Regions from separate parts of the Drosophila melanogaster genome. Here region 1 is linked to region 2. Evidence: chromatin contacts called from public HiChIP or PLAC-seq data. All regions are on one chromosome and are shown on one strand. The core of a region is the stretch at or near the end of the contact, and the rest is flanking DNA. Distances in the headings are between cores, read along the strand shown.

Region 1 (6,239 bases), core at 766-3,265, 220 kb before region 2:
AAATTATAGAGCGTAGTGGAGTGTCAAAGTTTCCTATGTCCCTCCGTTTATTTATCCATAGTCGCGCATTCGGGTATGAATGCATATTGAGATTTTCTATTCATTTTCTACCATTTACTATTTCAGTGCGCCAGAAAATCGACCAGGTGGTGATCAGCCTGATATCCGGAGCAGCGGCGGGGGCGCTGGCCAAGACGGTCATCGCCCCGCTGGACCGCACAAAGATCAACTTCCAGATCCGCAACGATGTGCCCTTCTCGTTTCGAGCCTCGCTGCGCTACCTGCAAAACACCTATGCCAACGAGGGCGTTTTGGCCCTGTGGCGGGGGAACTCGGCCACGATGGCCAGAATCGTGCCCTACGCAGCCATACAGTTCACGGCCCACGAGCAGTGGCGTCGCATCCTGCACGTCGACAAGGACGGCACCAAGTGAGTTGTACTATGCTCTAGATTCTCACCAACTTCATGGCGAATCATTCTATTTTGCAGCACGAAAGGTCGTCGGTTTTTGGCTGGCTCCCTGGCGGGAATCACCTCACAGTCGCTGACGTATCCTCTGGACCTGGCACGCGCCCGCATGGCCGTCACGGATCGGTATACTGGCTATCGGACGCTGCGACAAGTCTTCACCAAGATCTGGGTGGAGGAGGGTCCGCGGACGCTGTTCCGCGGCTACTGGGCGACCGTTCTCGGCGTGATTCCCTATGCGGGCACCTCCTTCTTCACCTACGAGACTCTTAAGCGGGAATACTATGGTAGGAATACTACCTATATCCTAATATAAAATTCTATAGACTTAGGGGAGATGTTCATTTAAAAATTCTTGTATATTGTATATGTCCATAGAATTCGGTTTTAAGCCCCAAGTTTATTGTGGAATTATACAGATAATTTCAATTTAAACCGGCATTCTGGGTCATTGTCATTATTTTGATTATGCTAGTAGAAGTTACCTATATTCTAATTAAGTGCTCACTGAATTTGCCAACTAAATGACTTGTTTGCTTGCAGAAGTGGTCGGCAACAATAAACCCAATACTCTAGTCTCGCTGGCCTTCGGTGCTGCGGCTGGTGCCGCCGGGCAAACGGCCAGCTATCCATTGGACATTGTGCGGCGAAGAATGCAGACAATGCGGGTGAACACGGCTGGCGGAGATCGGTACCCAACCATCCTGGAGACTCTCGTCAAGATCTATCGGTGCGTGCAAATCTTTGTCAACGATTTTATTCATATTTTAATTGCGATTTTAATTACGATTTCCAAACAGTGAGGAGGGCGTCAAGAACGGTTTCTACAAGGGACTTAGCATGAACTGGATCAAGGGACCCATCGCCGTGGGCATCAGCTTCTCCACCTACGATCTGATCAAGGCGTGGCTCACGGAGCTGGCCAACTTGAGACGGGTTGAGAAATAGCCCAGCTCCCTGCCCCTGCCACTCGTCACCCATAAACACCACACCAAAAACGCACTGCTTTGATCTTAAGTCTCGCGATCGATGGATGAGCTGAGGAAATAGAAGTGAAGCACCGACATGCTCTAATTGTTAGATATTTTTTAGCTGTTAGTTGTGAGGGAGAGAAGCGATGAAGTGAAGACACCCGAAAGCGCTTAACTTTGTTATTAACCGTAATTGATTTATTATCGCCGTAAGCCGAAAGTATATCAGCCAATAAACTGTCTGAATAATGACTCGCCTGGCACATACTGCTCCCCAGGACCTCGTATTCAATGGTGTTGCTTTGACAATAACACTCCTAGATTAATGATTACGATTTACCCGAACATTTTGTATATTGTGTATTGCCAACTCAATGTCAAGGCGCTGCGACTGTTAAAATAGTCATGAATTTGAGGGTGTTCACACCAGCATATACTATGTAATTCTTGTATGTTAGTGTGTTTTTATTATTAAAATTTACAAAATTGTTTAACTGATCGATTATCTCAATCGTTTTTAAAACGCGCGCCATCGGTTGTGACAGGTGGCACCTCCGGCGATTACGCGATAACATCTTTTGCGGGGGTGCTGTATATCGAAATATGCTGGTAGTCGCGTTCGCAAAAATTCGAGTGCTCGCAAAACGAAAACAACGTAAATTTAGTGCGTTTTAAAAGTGATAATTAAGACTATTTGCCCTGGAATTAGGTGGCCCAACAGCCGTGAGCTGCAGGCGGTGTTGTTTTAAGGATAAAAAGCGTTTTTCCCCCAACACCTGCCATAACCAAAAAGGCAATCTGAAAGGTGAGTGATTTGCTGTGCTGCGCCGATTGTGGAATGGATTAATTATTTAAGGCCTATTGATTAGACGGGGCACAGCCTTAAAAAAACCCCTCTCCGAGCACCAACCCTCTTCATTTAAAGAGGGTCGGGGGTGGCATTCTCATGCTCGCTTGTTGCTGCGCACAACAGGTGAAAATTCAGAAGTCGCGTATGTTTATATGCAGAATACACAAGAGTTGGCAAAAGACCATTAATTGTGCTTCTCTGCGTCTGGGGTAACCTTGACTTTCGGTGGACAAATCAATCAAATGCAATTAATTACACCGCCAGCGGTGCATATGTGTGGGTGGCAGCTCGTGTGTGTACAGACAACATGCGCACTCATATCTGCGGCGCCACAATGATGCGAAAATGGGTGTAAACCCCCTTTGATAAATGTTTGTTTATCGCAATTAGCTTCGCAAATTGTTTATTCTTTAGCAGCCGACAGTGCTGTTAACTTAACAGGGGTGCGAGGGTTGCACTTCGGGTTATCAGAGTTTTCCACCATCAAATTCATTTTACTTCTAAATAATAACTTCAATCAACTTATTTTTCTTTAATTAACTCACAAAGTTTAGTGGAATATTAGCACGATAGAGATATATATTTCGTAACTTGTTTAGTCTTAATGTTTCTTTTAGAACATCTTTACGAAAAATCCTAAATGCTATTTGTTTAATTATGTGCATTCCAAGTCAAAAATTTATAAGTAATAACAATTCAAAAATTTTGTTTTACCATAGTTATCGAGCTTTGGTCCCTGGTTGTTAACAATATTTTACTGCGCTGCTCTATAAAATTAAATCAACTTATTTTCTAATTAGAATTTCCTATCTTCCCGGTTTGGCAGAGATTTATCAGAATCGATACCCACTGTTAACAGCGATTGTTCACATGTGTTCATCGTCCGATAGTATCGCATGTGGATCGCTTTCGCTCCAACTCTAGAGACGCGGCAGTCGTTTTTTAGCCACTATAGGGAATTGTTCGAATGCGGAGCAATTTTCAAATGCGCAACCAGTTGAATTCTTTTGCAAGTGCACTTTGTTTTCAAGGATTCGTTTAACTGATAGGATTTCCTTTGGTCGAGACTCTAGTTTTTTTTTCTAAATTCTCAGTGCGTGTGCGGGTGTGCATGTGCGTTCCGTCTCCCTCGCACTGCGTCGTGTGTGTAATGTTTGTGTGTGCGTGAAGCCAGCGCGATTTAAAAATAAAACGGCAAATACATAATAAAAAATATCGAAGAGCAACAGCGGCAGGCGTACCAATACAAACTAACCGATACCAGCCAGCCGTGTGTGTTTACACAGTGTTGTGCGTTGGTGTTTGTGTACCAAAGGTAAATAGAAATAGGAGAAAAAGAGCAACAAATTTACGAGTGGTGGGGGGTACGTATATAAATGCGTGTGTGGGTGGGAGGACTCCGCTGCAAATGTGCACTGCGCAAATAATGTGGGTGGGCGTGTGGTGGTTCCGCAAGGCCTTCACGAAGGTTCTCTGCCTTTTGGCCACAAATTCGATGCACCATCATCATGTGTTTCCACTTGACGCTTTATTTATACATCAACAAAATACCCACACACATGCACATGTGTTCTTCACGCTCCTGTTTCCCGGTCTTCTTCTTCCCCGTTCATTGTTGTTTCCTGGAAAGCCCATAAAAACAAAGGCAACAAGAATTTCGAGTGCAATAGCACAAATGGCAGCAACAACAACACTGATATCGAGTATATTAGCTGTTCCCCATCTCACCGTCCCACTCGCTCCCTTGCACAGCGAGAAAGCGAGGCTATAAAACTAAAAATTATATATATTTAATGTCCTCTGTTTAAAAAATTAAGCTTTTTTGTATAAATACATAATACAATTTTTTGTATAAGGCATTGGTAAATTAATCCCATGTGTTGGGGCCCGATTCAACACCTGGTATCACAACATTTGGCAACACATATTTAACTGTTACTCTAGCACTATTTTTTCAAGTGTCTGACGTACGGGGCCCTATCATTCTCATATTCACATGCTACTCTTGCTTTCATACGTCGCCGACTTCTGCGCGCTCAACACTTTTATCTTGCTCGCTGTCGTCGGTCGCTTACTGCCCCCTCCTCCGTCGCGGGCTTCCCCTCTCTCCACCATGACTTCTTGGCCTGGCTATAACCCGGCTGGCTTCTACCACTTCGGACAAATTACGATTGTCAGCGACGCCGACGTTAGCTAACCCCTTGGCGTTTCACATTTGATAAACCCGATCGCATTGCTGTGGACACCGTAGATTATCATTGGTCATAGTGGGTCCTCCAATCAATGGCCAGGTGGACGGTCAACTTACATAGGTTAGTTGGCAGAGGGGTTTCTTCGTTTATGTCAACTAATAAAACGCATACATTATATAACTACCATTATTTATTAACAGTGGTTAAAATCATTAATTTTATAGATGAAAGGGAGATACAATATAATATTGTACTTTATTCAGAATTGTATTTACGGTCTGAGAAACTATATTTTACATTTAAAGTTCACCCTGAATTGAAATAAAGTAGTAATGTGGCTTTTATATATTGAAAATATATTGTATATAGATTCGAATGAACAGATATACTCTAAATGCCACGATACTTAAAACTATAGGGTGCTCAAAGTTCGTTTCCCCAATTAGTTCTTCTATATCGTGTTGGAACTCACTCCCGTCAGATTTGAACATATGTATTTATGCAGCAAAGTTTATCGCCACCAATCCAGTCCACCACATGTGTTTAAAGTTATTTCTGGATCTTCGATATAGGCAGTGCTAATTATTGCGCTATTATGCGAATCACTATCCTCAAGCGCAAATCAAGCCGGCTTCTTATCGGCGACTCTCGTTATTTACTTTGTTACATTGACACCTCGTTATCAAAGTCGTTTATTGCGTTGCATTTCATTGTCGTAAATGGAGCACTCTGCTGCGCCTTCAATAGATTGGGGGCCTACTGTACTTACACATATTGTGCCTGCTTATCGCTGGCAAAATGCTTTTCTGGTGGTAGTAGATGGCCCCCGAACTAGCGAATCAAAACTTCAATCTATAGTTTCTGAGGAAGTTACTTTGAGGAACTTACTACAACGTATTTTACAAATATTTTTGTCAATATGCCCAATTATCAAGTTTGAAACCCGAAAATCTGTCTAGCTCGTAATCAAAGCTGTACTTATTATTAAAAAATTAAAGATCATATTTATTTATTACTTGAAAAACCCAAATCATTGGTTATGGAAATATTGACCCTAATGCTAATTAGTTTTTGAAAAACAAATAAGTAATATAGAGCAGTAAAAAATGGATTCAATAGAGGATTAATACATTTCTGCGAATCTTTTGTTGCACTCCGCTGATAAGGAGTCCCATTTATTGGAATTTTGCTAAGACTTTACAGTTAAGCAATAAAAGACAATGTTTGGTAGCTGTATTGTTTGATAACCTGACTGACTTCAGTCGAATAATCACTTTTCGAACCATTGAGCACCAACACAAGACTGATAACTGAGTGATACCCAACCATGATTGTATTTGTATTGCAGATGACAGTTTGGACAAATATTCCTTAATTACTTTATTTTTTGACAAATAGACTTGAGCACATATTTTATGAGCTTAAGATCGGTGGGATTTATGAACAGATAAGTGAGGTCATCGGGGCAAGTGTGACAACAAACATTGATCTGTTCGCGGAACGAGCATTATGTGGTGATAAGAAACCGTGTGCCGACACATTACTTAGCTCAATATAACCCAATCGATCCGGTGTTTCTCGTTAGACGAAACAAAAGCCGACAAACATCGTGCAAAATGTCAGGCGAGCAGCAACGATAAATGATTACTTAAATAATACTTGGTGTGGCAAAGTGGTGGTGGTGGGGGGGCTCACTTTGGGCTCGGTTGGGGGTGGTGCAACGGCGAGGTTTCCATTGTCGATGTACGGCGTACACC
Region 2 (5,966 bases), core at 1,019-3,518:
AATGCATCTGCAGCCATTCATGTCCCGAAGTTGACAGGCTGGGATGCCTCCCATCATACCATGCATCCACCTCCGAACCGTCGCCCCTGTCAACGATTAACAATATCCGGTTGTGTACCCCGGCAGTAGCTATCCGCTGGCCCGATTGCGAGCTTGGTTTTAATTAGTCCTGCCCGTACGTATTTTCTATTGGCCAATTCACCGCAGAAGCTTCATTACCGGTCTACCGTGTGTGTCTCTTTCGCTTTGTGCGTGTGTGCTTCTGCAGGACAGATTGCGAGTCATTAAGTTGATGCAGCAGTAGCAGCAGCAGCAGGAGGAGGAGCAGGAGCAGGAGCAGCATCCGTGTAAGCCACACAAACAGGCAGTTAGAATGCCACATGCCACGCCCACAGCAGCGGTCGAGCCATGTCGAGGGGCTGGGCAGCTGTAACTGAATCGAAATCAGCATCAGCACCAACACCAACACCAGCATCGAAATCCATAGCCAAGCCCGGATCAGAGCAGAAAACGAAACAGAAACATGTCGAGAGTTAACCTTTGTTGGCGGTTTGCTGCTTTTTGTGCGCCGGAAACGGCAGAGCAACTCAATCAGTTTTTGCGGTTTATGGTGGCCCGGCCAAAAGGGACACGCTAATGGCTCACAAATGGCACTTGAATAATTGAATGCCGGAAACGGAGGAGAAAGAAAGCTCGCGGTATTAGCCAGCAATGCCTGCGCTTGGCATTGTCCGCTTTATACACGTAATCCACATGTAAACAAATTGCACAATTCAACTACAAATTAACTACGGATGTTACTAACTAATCTTAGGGTCTAAAGCGAAGCATCCTTCTTGTCCCTATCGCCCGAAGTCATCTTATCCGGGTCCGATTGCGGTTTCTCTTTGCCTTGTTGCAGCTCCTCACTATTCTGGCTGCCGCTCAGTTTCTTCCTTTCACTTGTAATTAGCTGCTGCAGCTCTTGGTCCCAGCCCAAGGCTTTGGCCAGAGCCATTACGCCAGCATCACAGTCGCCCAGAAAGGCCACATCCCTAGTGTTATTGGGCTTATCGAAGAGTAGCGATCGCGTGTTGGGATCCATAAAGAGCACACAGCTGGCCTGACCCACTGCATCGCGATTGATCAAGAGGCGAATGCAACGTGGTCCTGGTCTCCACACCAGTGAAGCAAACGGTTGCACTTCCAACGATGTGCCCATGATGATCAGCAGATCGCAATCCTGGAAATCCTCTTCAGGACTGGAGTAAAATCTCTTTGGCAAGTTTTCGCCAAAGAAAACAATGTCTGGTTTAACAACGCCTTGGCACTTTTGGCATTTGGGCAGACGATCGGCGAAGATCTCCGCCTTCATCCAGTCCATGTCGTACTCCTTGCGGCACTTAATGCAGTGGTTGGTGTGGAAGCTGCCATGGGCCTCAATGATCTTGTCCTCGGGCAGGCCAGTAAGCCGGTCTAGCGTGTCTATGTTCTGGGTGTAGTGGCGCTGCAGTAGTCCCTTGTCGTTAAGCAAACGGATAAAGTAGTGGGCCGGCGTGGGAATGAAGGATCCAGGGTAAAGTTCCTTGGCCAGTGCAAAAAACGGCGCTGGATTCTTTTCGAAGTAGTCCAGATCGAATATGGCCGTAGGATGTGGCAGCTCGTACTTCTTCAGATTGCTGTATAACCCGGAACCTGGGGATCTGAAATCCGGAATGCCAGCAGCTAGGAATGGCGATAACTTAGTAAGTTTTTACAATGGTATATAGAATGTACCAACATGTAGATATGCCGGCTCCCACCATGGTCACAATCTTGCGGAAACCATGCACACGCCAATGTTCGGCAAAGCCGTCAAAACTCAAATCTGGAATAACCTGCAAATTTGCGATTTAATCAATATGATAATCAAATTATCGGGTGCTCCGCTCACCTTCTCTACTTTAACTTCCTCCTTTGCGTCCGAGGAGCCGCCGAGATGTAGAGTGTTTGCAAAGAAGCGTCGAACCTTATCCATTGTGTCGTCTAGAATTCAATTCAATTAATGAGTGACAGTAAAGACCTAACTATTTAGACTAGCCTGGGGCCTCCTCGTCGTCGTCACTGGACGAGGAATTGGAGGGCGTCGTCGGTTGTTCCTCCTTCTTTACTTCGATGTCGCCCATGGTAAACAGATTCACCTTCCGGTGAAAGTATGTAAATCTGAGGATAGTGTGATGAATTCTCCCAATTGTTTATGTTGCGTTTTGTTTTAACGTAAAAAGCAAAACAAGTTCTGACAACTATCGATAGGTTTAGGCTAACGAATAAGTTATCTCTAACAGCTATTAAAAAGCTAGAATTTTAATTTCATTGCTTATTGATTTAGATTTTAAAATCAAATTTGTGCGAGCAAACCAAAATATTATAATTACTTTAAGTAGCCTATCAATGAAAGATTTTTATTTAACAGCGATTTATTAAGGGTCGCAAATAAATATGTGTTTGTAACGGTTAGAACATATTATGACTCATTAAACAAAAAGGAACCGAATAATAGAATAACTAAAGCTAAGAAGGGCGCAAAGTTACAAAATCGAGTATAGATAAAATAACAATTACACTTTGTTGATATCTGAATATAAACTAATTGAAAGGTTAAAATCAGCTGAATTGTCAGCACGGAGTGTCCAAATAATCGATAGCTGTTATCGACCCACCCAGTGTTAGGCTCTCTAGCGCCACCAGCCCTGGCCGGCCGATAGTCGATTACTCGATGTTCGGCGGGGGTGCAGCTCTGCCCGTTCGCTCAGCCCTGGAAAACCACGCCAGTCATTTTTGTTTTGATAAGGATACGGATACAAAAAGAGCGTGGCCTGGAAAAACTGCAGAAACGGCGGAGAAAGCGCCCCAAAAGCGAGCGAAAACGGTGGAAACTGATCGTGGGGAAGTGCGCGACAAAGTGGCCGCGGATTCAGGCCCTCCCAATCGCTACGTGGAAGCGTAAGCAGCGTGTTGAAGAAGAGAAGAAGAAGAAGCAGCAGCAGCGCAGCAAAAGTACACAGAAGTGCAAACCAGACGACTGAAATAACAAATCAAAAAAGGCCCCAAAAGGAGCGGCGCAGTGGAAGCAACTGCGGGGGCGGGGAATGGCCGAGGGTCGTCGGTGGCCGCCATTGTGTAACGCCGCCGATGGGCAGACTGTAGATCCACGCTAGGATCATATCTCTCGAATATCATGCATCTGAACCATGCGACAGCCGCCACGGCAGCCATGGCCAACTATCAGCACTACCAACTGCCAGCCTCCCATGGCGGTGGCGGCGGAGGAGGAGGTGGCGGTGGCGGTGGAGGAGGGAGTAATGGTGGATCTGGACCGGGTCCCAACTCGGGACAGCAGCAGCCCACCACACTGGCCAGCCTGCAACAGAGTCCCTTTGCGCTGCATCAACTCACCGCCGTGCAGGCCATCCAGCACCCTACCCACCAAGCCATGCTCCATCCACAGCACCCGCTGGTCCATTTGCTGGACATATCCACTACAACAGCGAACAGTGGCGGAGGAGGCGGGGGCAGCCACACGCCCATTTCTCCTATGAAACAGGAGGTGCAGAGCGTGATTAGCGAGGAGGAGGTGGTGGTGGACGATCCGCGCAAGAAGAAACAGTGCCACGTGTGCAAGAACAAGTTCCGGCAGCTGACCACGTTACGCAACCACATGAAGATCCACACGGACGAGCGGCCCTACAAGTGCAAACACTGCGACAAGGCCTTCCGCCAGATCTCGACGCTAACCAACCACGTGAAAATCCACACCGGAGAAAAGCCGTTCACCTGCAACATCTGCGCCAAGGACTTTCGCCAGCAGAGCACCTTGATCAATCACATCAAGACGCACAAGGGTGAGTGTGTGGTCGCATCGTCCCAATAGACCTTATGACCTAACTCTATTTCTCGCTTCGCTTACGGGCAACAGCGGCGGAGTCCAGCACGCCAACTTCCCTGTTGAACTATCAGCCGCAGACGGGCAGTGGCAAACACCGAAAGTCCCAGATGCACCAGGCCTACCAGCAGCAGCATCAGCGCGTCCAAATCTCAAAGACCTTGTATTCCGGCAGCTACAGCTCGCCGGCGGCCGAGGAGCTGGTGAAGCCGTTCCAGTGTAGCGTTTGCAAGCGCCGCTTCCCGCAGCTGAGCACGCTGCACAACCACGAGCGGACCCACATCGATCCTAAGCCGTACAAGTGCGAAACGTGTGACAAGTCCTTTAGCCAGCTGGCGACGCTGGCCAACCACAAGAAGATCCACACGGGCGACAAGCCGTACACGTGTTCCTACTGCCACATGCAGTTCCGCCAGCAGAGCACCCTTACCAACCACCTCAAGACGCACACGCATCAGATAGCGCCTGGAGGCGTCGGTGGAGCAGGAGGCGGCGGAGGCGCCGTCACAGCCACAGGTGAGCCGCTTGTGTGTTCGCCCTACCAATGAGCCGCTTTCTGTTATCCATGTGTGCATTGATTATTAACGCTCTTCCCTAACGAAGCTTTTATTTAAATCTTGTACGCATGCTAACTTCAACAAATCATCCAACAATCCAACTCCGTACCGTCAATCTGCAGTGGATCACTCAATGCCCGCTCCTCTGGCGCCCGGGACGCAGCAGCTGACCAGTGGCCTGTTGCCGAACAACCTGCACGGTAGCACGGCGAACATCATCCAGCTGGACCACCATCCGCTACTGCATTTCCTCGACGGCAGCACCACGGTCAGCTCGGTAGTGGCCACGGCGGCGGCCAACACCAAGGTGGAGCATTTCCAGGCGGGCGGCTCGCCGTCGGGCCGGATGACCGTAGTGGGCACCATCAACATGCTGAAGGGCGACAATCCGGACCGGCCGTTTGGCTGCAGCGTCTGCCAGCGGTTCTTCTCACAGCAGAGCACCTTGGTAAATCACATCAAGACGCACACCGGAGAGAAGCCCTACAAGTGCAAGATCTGTGAGGTCAACTTCCGGCAGGTGGCCACGCTGAACAACCACATGAAGATCCACACCGGTGAAAAGCCCTACAACTGTTCCTTTTGTCCTAAACAGTTCCGGCAAAAAAGCACACTGCAAAACCACCTGCGGGTGCACACCTGCTAGACCCACTTCAGATCCAGATCGCAACGCGATCCAGGTCCGCAGCCAGCCAGCCAGCCAGTCAAGCAGCCATTGAGGAATAGTGCAATATGCATGCCACATAGCACATACACTTATAGATCGCATATACGGCATACGAATACGATTACATGAATACTATATTTGAATATATACTCGAAAGTGTTATTTACCTGCTGTGCAGAGCGCAATTGTATGTAACTATATCGTAGAGAGCTGATCCACATGCGTGTCCAATTGTAAATTAAGGCTAGCCGTGTTGGCATAAGCCACAGATGATATGATACAGGGTGTTTAGGCCTAAACTCTATACTATCCCATGATGGTTCGATTTGAGTCGGTGTGTTAAAGGTATCTTAAGGCACTTTAAAGCCATTTAGTCTAAAACGTTTTATTATCTTTTAATACCCATCAATTTCTCGCTTTTCAAAGCTTTGTAAATGAATCATCGGCGTCTTTTTAAGTTTGGTTGCTGTTTTCGAATGGCAAGGAAAATGACTACAATAAATTTAGATGTGACCTACTTTGCACAATAACCTTTTATGCCTGTATATGCATAATTGTTGTCTTTTATATTTCCTTTACAAGGAACATCTTACTAAAAAAAAAAATATTGATATTGTTTAAAACTGATACAATTCAAGTTATATTATTTGTTTTAAGGTAAAATGGTCAAAGAGTTATTAGGATTTCTTTAGCACCGAAGCTTCTTGAGGAATCAAATCGATCCATACTACAGCTATCCTCCTATGCAACTGTTGTCACCCATGCCCCTAGATCCCTCGATCCCTAACAATTAGTTCCGAGCATCGGCTTCATTCAGCTTTTCTCGTCGTGTTAAATGTTA

The links. HiChIP or PLAC-seq counts read pairs in DNA pulled down with a chosen protein or histone mark.
Region 1: a contact with region 2 is called in a POLR2A S2P HiChIP or PLAC-seq map of the Kc167 cell line, with 5 times the contacts expected there. The contact joins the promoter of Stat92E here to the promoter of Sirt2 in region 2. A contact is called at or near these places in 9 of 107 Hi-C or Micro-C datasets (the D17-c3 cell line, the Kc167 cell line, the S2 cell line and 3 more) and 3 of 6 datasets of contacts at active chromatin or transcription factors (the Kc167 cell line and the S2 cell line).

Annotation. Positions count from the first base shown.
Region 1 is chr3R:20,548,087-20,554,325 of dm6, reverse strand. Stat92E (Signal-transducer and activator of transcription protein at 92E) reads left to right here and starts at 2,015. Exons shown (of 8, transcript NM_001275828.1): 1 at 2,015-2,245. It overlaps DPCoAC (Dephosphocoenzyme A carrier), which reads left to right. Exons shown (of 6, transcript NM_001300499.1): 3 at 127-430; 4 at 491-756; 5 at 1,016-1,199; 6 at 1,270-1,941. The coding sequence ends at 1,417. att-ORFB (alternative testis transcripts open reading frame B) reads left to right here. Exons shown (of 5, transcript NM_206523.3): 1 at 1-73; 2 at 127-430; 3 at 491-756; 4 at 1,013-1,199; 5 at 1,270-1,691. The coding sequence starts at 36. The coding sequence ends at 742.
Region 2 is chr3R:20,324,767-20,330,732 of dm6, reverse strand. It overlaps Sirt2 (Sirtuin 2), which reads right to left and starts at 2,268. Exons shown (of 4, transcript NM_001300493.1): 1 at 2,060-2,268; 2 at 1,913-2,004; 3 at 1,760-1,856; 4 at 1-1,704. The coding sequence starts at 2,144. The coding sequence ends at 818. It overlaps CG4360, which reads left to right and starts at 2,730. Exons shown (of 3, transcript NM_142622.3): 1 at 2,730-3,860; 2 at 3,935-4,417; 3 at 4,581-5,966. The coding sequence starts at 3,197. The coding sequence ends at 5,104. It also overlaps asRNA:CR45800.